3 separate regions of the Mus musculus genome follow, and regions 1 and 2 are each linked to region 3. The links are chromatin contacts, called in public Hi-C and HiCAR-type maps. All regions are on one chromosome and are shown on one strand. The core of a region is the stretch at or near the end of the contact, and the rest is flanking DNA. Distances in the headings are between cores, read along the strand shown.

Region 1 (2,881 bases), core at 33-2,532, 480 kb before region 3:
AACTCTGCTATTACTGGGTTTGCTAAGATTTGTTTGAGACCCCAAAATCAATATTCATGGCACTCTCATGTATGAATACGCATGTAATGGCAAAATAAAAATGTGTTCCATGCTTCCTGCTAAGGTCAAACAAGGTGAGAGGCTCTCCTTAAGTCAGTTTTCATAACTTAGCAAATGTCTTTATTTAGGGTCAGTTTATTTACTGGCATTTTGTTGTTGTTGTATTTTGGGGCTTACGGAGAAAATGTGTGTCAGATCGGGATCACACCGGCATGAGTTACAGTACTGGTAGCTGCGAGTCTCGTGTTAACAAATGGGTGACAGTTACTAAATAACTTGTGTGCAGAAACACACATAGGGCTCTAGGGCTATGTTTTAACTGGTTGCCAAATGCGACTAGATACTTACTGGCAGGGGTCTAACTCTGTACTTTGCACCGTTGATCAGCATTCACCGGTGCACTGTCCGGTGTGACTTGACAGAGTGCAACCACTGAAGGATGAGGATCAACTCTGTAGTCAGCTCTCTGCTCCCACCATGGCATGTAGGGGAGTCCTCAGTCTGGACCTTCTATTTTAACATCATAGTCCAGGTACACTTCCAGGCTGTAACTTTCCCACCCATCAGGGACTCTGCTTTTACAGGCAAAAGACATGCCTGCCTCCTGATGTGAAAAAGGATGCCCAGCTAAGAGATTCTAGGTGCAGGCACATCCAAAGGCCCAGATTTCAGAGTCCATACTTCCACTCCCTCACCCATAGACTCAAATGTAATTTCAAAAGTCTCACAGTCACTGTTTGGCTTCTAATGGGCTGGAGGCTGGGATTTCTGGAGGAGAAAGTAATTCCAATCCAATTGTTACCTACACTGCTGCCAGACCTGTGCCTTGCATAGCGTAGATATGGGATCACTACATAACAAGGAAGATTTGTGAAAAGAGTCCAAGAGCTGTGTGTCCTTCACACAGTATGTTCTAGGTGGCCTTGTCAGAACAAAGGCCTTCTGGATATGCGAGGGTTGCAGATAAAGGATGCAGAACCCTCAGGTAACCAAAATATGGAAGTTTGTACATTTACAATAGAAACTCTATGGGATGCCATCCCTGCTCTGCTCTGAACACAGTGGGCACACTTTAGCCTCGCCTTGCTGACAAAAGGACATAGTTTGTGAGGATGAATTACTTCATTGAGCTGTAATTTTTAATTGGTGGATGTCAGGTTCACACCCTAACCCTTCAGTCACAGAATACTTCACAGCTGCAGTTGAAATGCCTCTGCTCTCTGGGCCCATTGAGCTCTGCCAAGTTTCCAGTTCTCCCACTGAACAACGAGCCCTCCTGGGCCAGCCAGGCAGCATTTCCCAGCTCTTTCCATTCCCTGGCCGTGTCTGGAAGCTTGCAGACTGCTCTGCAACACCTCTCCTTTTTGTAGTGTCTGATCTCCCCTTCCCACTTCCTCCTGCAACTGTGGAGTGACAAGAAGAGGCTGTGGATGGATGATGTTCTGGCCCAGCCCTCCATCCTTTAAACTTTTCTATTAGAATGGATGCAGCTTCCTCATTTGAACCTCAGTCTTTCCTTCTGTGAAATGGAAGCATGAGTAGCTTCTAGCTCATGAAGCTGTCATGAACACTGAATCAACTAACATGAGCTATGCAGAGCACAGGCTCTGACACAGTATGGGGAGACAGACTGTGCCATCCTTGGGATAGTGCTTTCATGGGCTCCAAGGCTTCCTCGTTTTTCTGAAAGGTTGGTCTAACTCACGTCTAGCTGATGAATGAGTGGGATTTCCCCCCTGAATATTTGAGGTTAACAATTACACTGCTGTCCTTATTAATCAAGATGCCAATTTTAAACCATCACCAGTGTGGCTTAAACTCACTGGAGCTTGTTTCCTGGTTTGTCACTGCACAGGTTAGAGGCAATGCATTCAGAGTCACGGGACCTTGACAAAAGCCAGAAGGGGTGGACAACTGCTTACAGACATCTGGCTGGCTGGACAAAGGGCCCATCAATGTGTCTGGAACTGCCCGGAGCATGCTGCAACTTTGTGGATGCTCGGGTGCTAGCAGGCCCCAGAACAGAGCAAATGAACTGCAGGTTCAGAGGCTAAAGAGTCGTTATATTCCTGTCCCATGTCAATCAAATGTTCTGAAAGCCATTAAGCATCAAAACATTGGATTATGCACATCTATGTAACTACTTGATCTAAATGAGACCAAGGTGTCATTTCAAAATGATCTTTCGCCAGCATCAGCAGCTGCTCCTTTAACATCTCTGACTCGACACCAGCAGGTTGGCCACACTTGTGGGAGACAGGGACAGCAATGGCTGTAAGGATGAAAACGGAGCCTTCAGAGTCTGGTTCGCATTCTCCAGATTGTATTGCTACATGCTAAGATTTGGTCCCTAACATCTGAGGGAAGAAAATGGAATTTAAGTTCCATACATATATTGGTTTAGAGCTCCGGGCTACGCGACAACCAGACTTATTCAATGCAGAGCTAGCAGCCAGTGATAAGAAAACAGGATCCAAACTAAGCCTTCAGGCCCAAGTCTGCCGACTGCCAGAAAAGTGACGTGTCTTGGCTCAAGCTACTCATCTTTAAAAGTCAAAGTAGTTACTGCAGTCAGCACTGCTACTGAGCGCTGACTGTATACTAGTCCTGTGCCTAATACTCTACTTGGACATTCCCGTTCATTCTACAGTGACAGCCACCCATGAGCTGATGTTATCTTTCTTTTTTTGACATGGAAAACAAAGATTTAAAAATATGAGGTTGCCAGATATTGTGCACCCAGCAAACACAGAGTTAGGATAGCCAAATTTCTGTCTTGAAAGGGGATAATGAGCTTGATTCTTTTCCAATGCTGTCAGTG
Region 2 (2,723 bases), core at 104-2,603, 370 kb before region 3:
CTAAGGCCTGGTGTTCCACCACCACCAGGGTGGCTGTGCTATGTCAAACTTACATCTGGAAGGCACAGAAGCCTGAAGAAGGAAGGGCAATAGCATCCTTGATCTACTAAGATGTGTGTGAATGTGTCCTCAAGCCCACGAGTGCACACTACCTATGCAAAGCCATGCACCTTGACCATGTGCATCTCCATATTCCCTCCATTGAAACCACTGGAATCTACACAGGCCACTCATCTATTACACCTGTTTGATTAGGGAACCTTAGGACTATTTCTCATCCTGCCTTCCCATGTAAGAGATGGCGACACTCCCATGCAACATGGGGAGACCCTGTAAGCCACTTTCAGATGGCACACAGAGCTAGAAAGAACTCTAGGAGTCACAGATGGCTTTCCACCTTTGTCCTCACTACTGGTGTGACTTAGGGGCAATTATAAATTGTCTATGAACCTCATTTCAGCCAGCAGCAGAATGGGGCAGAGGTGGCCACGGTTTTAAGTGAGCAGTGTCAGTTGCATGGATAAATGCGTACACGCTGTGCTTCTGAGTCCACAGTGTCAGTTACATGGGCAAAGATAACACTGCCTTTGTGCCCAGCATCCACGGCTGCAGTGAGAAAAGCAGTGTGCTTTTTGAAATGTCCTGGCTGTCACCCCGTAACCAAAATGACAGTTTGATGGATGCTGATAGTGTGAGTGAATAAAACACAGTATCTCTCTTTGGGAGAGACTCCTGAGCCACCTGTGAGCCCGTGAGCCACAAGGGTGGCACACTAAGATGAAATAGGAACAGCAACACTGTCTGAAAAAAAAAAGCCCAGCCTGGGTCCTGAGCCTGGCCAGTATGGTGCCCTCTGTCAGTAGCTTAGGTTACTGATCCCAGACTTCCAGAAAAAAAGAGAAGGAGGGGGAGGAGGAGGAAGGGGAGGAGGAGGAGGAGGAGGAGGAGGAGGAGGGGAAGAAGAAGAAGAAGAAGAAGAAGAAGAAGAAGAAGAAGAAGAAGAAGAAGAAGAAGAAGAAGAAGAAGAAGAAGAAGAAGAACTGAGAAGCAGAAGGCACCCCAGGGAGGGAGGGCACAAAGCACTCATGAAAGTCTTGCTTTCTGTGGAACCTCCAGCTACTGCTCCGGAGCTGAAATGCTAACTATGGGTTCCTAGGACAGCCCATTTAATTTCTCCTTTTGTTGGCTGGATCCCAGCCCTCCCTTCTCCTCCAGGCTCCTCCCCAAATATCTCACCAGCTGTGGAGTTGCCCCACCCCTAATTATTAGCCCAGGGCTGCCAAGCTGCAGCTCCACCCCCGCAGAGGATGGCAGCAGAGCACAGAATGTGACAATGGCAGCAGCAGGTGGCCCTTCAGAAAAGGCCAGATCCCCCTCTCTGTGATTACTGCCATCCATCTGCAGGCAGACAGGCCCTGGGCAACTCTGCTCCTAGGGGGTACTGTCCTCTCTTTGTGGACACAAGTGAGGACAGAAAGGTGAGCTAGGAACACACCCAGCCAGCCATAAAAGGCTGAGCCATCAGTCCAAGACCACGGTAGGTATCCTGGTTAGACCTCAGTGCCAGAGTCTTCAGAGAACACTGAATAGAAGAGTTCAGCCTTCCACGGCTTCCCCGGGGCAGAGGATTCCTGGGACGCGAATGGTCCCTATTGTGACACAAAATGCCAGTGCCTCTTTGCCTGTCACAGAAGGGCAAGGCGACCCCTTTAAGAAGTGACAGGAAACTCCAGCAGTATCCCAGCCATCCCAGTGTATCTGCTTCACTCCGTCCTGTCCCTGAAGTAGCCACCGAGCAACTGCTCGCTCACCTATTGTTGGTTGAGAATGTTGTATATCCCCGCATTGTGCTGTGGGTGGGAGCTACAAGATCTGAGAGGCCTTACCCACTCCGTCCATCTCCAAGCACAGATCTCCTGGGAGCATCATACACGTGACTTTATAGAGACTTTGTGAGCCTGACAAGGAATGCTTTCCTAAACGGAGCTCAGACTTGCCCCAAGTCCCCTGGCCTTCTGATCCGGTGTGTTCTCTACTGTAGAATGCTTTCTGTGGGCACACAGACTCCTCTTCCCCAAGTAACAGCAGGGACTAAGGGGCAGCTGTGGCGGTGGGTTCTCCGTGAGCAATCTTTGCAGTTTCTGTGACGTTTATTAAAACAGCCACTGGAGGAGAGCTCTGTGCTGAGGCGGGTGGTGTGAGGGAATGACCGATACTCTGCTTCCCTGCCTGGTCTGACTCTCCACTCTTCTAGCTTGCTTGTTTATCTCATCCTTCTCTAACAACTTAAGGTTGGTTTAATCTATGGTCCTCCCAGGTGAGAAGGGCCCTGTTTGTCTTCATTCCTCTTAATCTGGTGGCCTGTGCCAATACAATACTCTCTGCAGTGTAGGCAGCTGGAGTCACTACTGAGCCCTGGCCGGCAGTGAGGCCGGGGGAATCTTGTTAATTACAGCTTCACTGGGCTGGTTAGACTCTTGTCAACTTGACACAAGCTAGGGTCATCTGGTAAAAAGGATCTTCAATTGAGAAGAAGGCCTCCATGAGATTAGGCTGTAGGGAAGTTGGTGGGAGACATTTTCATAATGAGTGATTGATGTAGGAGGGTCCCAGCCCAATGTGGGTGGTACTACCTCTGATCAGGTACTCTTGGGGTATGTAAGAAAAACAGGCTGAGAATCAAGTCACAGAGAGAAAACTAGTAAGCAGCACTCCTCCATGGT
Region 3 (2,972 bases), core at 322-2,821:
TCCTCCAGCCTCCTCCTGCCCCTGCAGAACTGGGAGTCCTCCACCGTGGCCAGCAGGCCCCTCACCAGGCTGCAGCTCCAGGAGGCACTGCTGAACCTCATCCAGGTAAGACTGTTGACCTTACAGTCGGCACCAGGGCAGGGTGAGTTGTCTCATGCCTACTTTGGACTCTGTAGAGTGCTACCACCTCCCCCAACAGCTTCTAAACTCAGTTAACTGGATGAGATCTCTCAGGGCTTCAAGAGATTTGTGACTTGGAGGAATGAGTAAGGCCTCCTAGGTGCCAGCAGCCAGAAAGAAAGGGACCATGTGATGAAGGATCGGCCAGCTAGGGCACCCTAGGAGCTCACTCTTGGGAATAGTCGTAGAGTCATGTAGGGCAAGCTGCTACGGTTTTGAAACCTGCTGCTGAGAACAGGGTGGAATGATAAGATGCCTTGTCAGCCCCTGCCTTGAGTGTCTCTGCTGCTCTGTGTGGTAACTCACAGCGAACTGTGCTGTGTACTACTTTAACTTTAATGCTTACAGGAAAGCCTCTTATATGGGCTAACGAGATCAGGTAAAGGTGCTTGCCACCAAGCCTGATGATCCCCATAATGGGAGAAGAGATTCCTAAGTGTGGTCTTCTCACACAAATACATACACATTCACACAAAATAAATCTGTAAAATTAACAGTTAAGACCCTCTTGTTTGATTCCACAGACAAGGAAACTGAGGCTTGTGTTTGGTCTGGTGTGACACTGAGCCTGGCTGCTGTGCTCCCATCTCCCCTCGTATGGCCTTTGTAAATTAATGTTCCATTGTATAGTGGAGCATTCTCCTGAGTGAATGATAGGCCTTGGTAAGGGTAGTGCTCAAAGCCACAGAGAAGCAGGCACCTCAACTAATGTGTTTAGGAATCCCGGTAGGCCGTCCTGAAGGTGTCTGCAGGCTCTGTGTAAGCATCAGACTGCTGCAGGAGAACAGGCCAGCCTTTGTGTGTCTGGTTCTCCAGTTGCTGTTTAATCCCTATTACTGAAAACATTTCTAAGATAACATGTTTTAGAAAGAACAAAAAGGATGGGACTGGAAATGAGCATCTGTTTGGAAGGAGAACGCAGTCCGCTGTGATTGAGCCTCCCTGTTTAATTATGTCACTAAGCTTACGTATGCACTAAGACAGAAACTCTTACAGATAGCCTAACATGGTAAGTTCATGAGAATTTAGAACAAATGCCTACAAATTTCTTTATCAGAACAGTAAAGAAATGTAAGCCTAAGCTTAGATTTTAGGGATTGTTGCTTTTCTTGGCTCACTCCCCTCTGGTCGCATAACCCAGGGCTGTGTGTTTTGACTTAGCCATTCAGTCCTGTGGCCTCTGGTCTCTGTGTGTGTTTCACACTTCTCCATGGTGCCAATTTGGTATCCCTGATACACTACTAAAAGTGACTCAGGGCATCTTTGTAGGAAAGGCAGAAATAATCTCTTTATTCGTCCTTTGAGCACGTCACTGACTGTGGTGTGGAGAAGGAGTACGTCAGAGAGGGTGAAACGTAGGTGACTGCAGAAGCCTCATTGCCTTTGAGTGGGAGGGGAAAGCCTCTAGCATTCATCAAGAACAGCACTGCTTAGACCCAGCCTTCCCTTCCCTCCTTACCTAGACAGAAGAGCGCAGAGACTCCCTAGCTACTGCTGTTCATTTGCCAAGGCCGGAGGCTTCCCGCAGGCCATGGGAAGAAACCCTGCTGGCTTTGGTAAATTACCAGTGAGCCACGCTGTGGGTAAAACCCAGTGAATGCCTGAAAGGCTGACACACAGACATTCCCGGCAGCCTGGAGGGTGTTTAGGAAGGACCATTCCAACTCGCCAGCTCCTACCCAATGGCCGAGACACTTCGTGTGGCTCGTTCCTCCTGGCTGTGCTGGGTGTTCTGAGCACATGGTCTTCACATGTGGACAGTGAAATCGGGCAGCTCTGCCCAGCCTCGCCTCCAGCCCCTTCACATCCACACACAGGCCAACCTGCCTGCTGGCTGTCAGCACAAACAGCCGAGGTGGGTAAGGCCAGCTCAGCTCCAGGCAGGCAGGAAGTCTTGGCTTTTGCTACTTGAGTAATGGTCCCTGGACCTGTTGGCTTTGTTTTCCAGAATGATGACAACTTCTTAAGCATAATCTATGAAGCCTATCTCTTCAGCGTGACACAAGCAGCCATGAGAACCACGTAACCAGCTACATGAGAGCAAAGACTAAGAATTGATCTTCCAGGTTCTTCATGTGAACTGGTGTGACCAAACACACTTATGCCTTTTTAACAAAGTATAGTGATACAGAGTAAAATGTTTTATACTGTCTGATGTCTGGGGGTTTTGTTCCTTGTTTTTTTTTTTAAAAAAATCACACTCTCCCCTTTACTTGGTACTACAAGTTGAGCAGTTAGATGGTTCTGGCCAGGTCATGTAAGGTTCGATTTTTCCTCCATTTATGAGGCCATTTGAGGAAGAGTAGAGTTTTTCATGCGAAGGGAGGTTCTCAGAGCTATTTATTAATAGAATCGCTCAGGGTAGAGAAGGCAGTTTCTCAGGGTTGGGCTCTGTGTGCCATGGTGCTTGATAACCACCAGGGGGCAATATTACCCCACAAGTTGCCTACTAAGGGTTCCGTGTTTTCGGAAGCAATGAGGACTTTACCAAAGTCAGCCTTTTATTTGTAAAGCTCCATTTGGCATGTTTGATCTGAGCCTTTGGAGGAAGAATCTTTCTGAAGACATTTCTAGCCAGCTTTCGTTCTAAGTGTCAGCAGCGGCCCCGGCTTGAAGCAACGCTCCGTTTCTCAGTTCAAGTTGGCTTTCAGACAGCCACAGTTAGAAAATGCCCATGAGAAGAGGTAGTGGCTATTCTGGGGCAGAAGGTTGAAGATTCTCCAAGCTCTGTAGAGCTCACCTCTGTGTCCTGTGCAGAGAGGTAAGAAGCAAAATTCAAGGGGAGACAGCAG

The links. Hi-C and Micro-C count contacts between places; a contact is called where the count stands out from the background. HiCAR-type assays count read pairs that join an accessible place to other places.
Region 1: a contact with region 3 is called in a HiCAR-type map of astrocytes, with 2.0 times the contacts expected there. The contact joins two enhancer-like sites. A contact is called at or near these places in 1 of 115 datasets of contacts at active chromatin or transcription factors (astrocytes) and 1 of 9 other capture datasets (embryonic stem cells).
Region 2: a Hi-C map of the N1E-115 cell line shows a contact between it and region 3, with 4 times the contacts expected there. The contact joins two enhancer-like sites. A contact is called at or near these places in 2 of 484 Hi-C or Micro-C datasets (the HL-1 cell line and the N1E-115 cell line).

What each region holds. Positions count from the first base shown.
Region 1 is chr6:118,737,564-118,740,444 of GRCm38.p6, forward strand. All of the region lies in intron 8 of Cacna1c (calcium channel, voltage-dependent, L type, alpha 1C subunit), which reads right to left. Among named protein-coding and RNA genes, the nearest start is that of 1700080F18Rik, 100 kb to the right of the region's middle. Within about 2 kb of position 1,283, at least 8 of the 459 cell types and tissues checked have an H3K27ac peak or open chromatin away from gene starts, as enhancers often do. A contact at or near this core is called in astrocytes, where this site is marked.
Region 2 is chr6:118,844,743-118,847,465 of GRCm38.p6, forward strand. The region is part of intron 3 of Cacna1c (calcium channel, voltage-dependent, L type, alpha 1C subunit); the gene reads right to left. It overlaps 1700080F18Rik (a long non-coding RNA gene), which reads left to right. Exons shown (of 2, transcript XR_003956354.1): 1 at 1-1,537. Among named protein-coding and RNA genes, the nearest start is that of 1700080F18Rik, 5.5 kb to the left of the region's middle. Within about 2 kb of position 1,354, at least 34 of the 459 cell types and tissues checked have an H3K27ac peak or open chromatin away from gene starts, as enhancers often do. A contact at or near this core is called in the N1E-115 cell line, where this site is marked.
Region 3 is chr6:119,217,875-119,220,846 of GRCm38.p6, forward strand. It overlaps Dcp1b (decapping mRNA 1B), which reads left to right. Exons shown (of 9, transcript NM_001033379.3): 8 at 1-105; 9 at 2,129-2,972. The coding sequence ends at 2,206. Among named protein-coding and RNA genes, the nearest start is that of Cacna2d4, 17 kb to the right of the region's middle. Within about 2 kb of position 1,572, at least 26 of the 459 cell types and tissues checked have an H3K27ac peak or open chromatin away from gene starts, as enhancers often do. A contact at or near this core is called in the N1E-115 cell line and astrocytes, where this site is marked.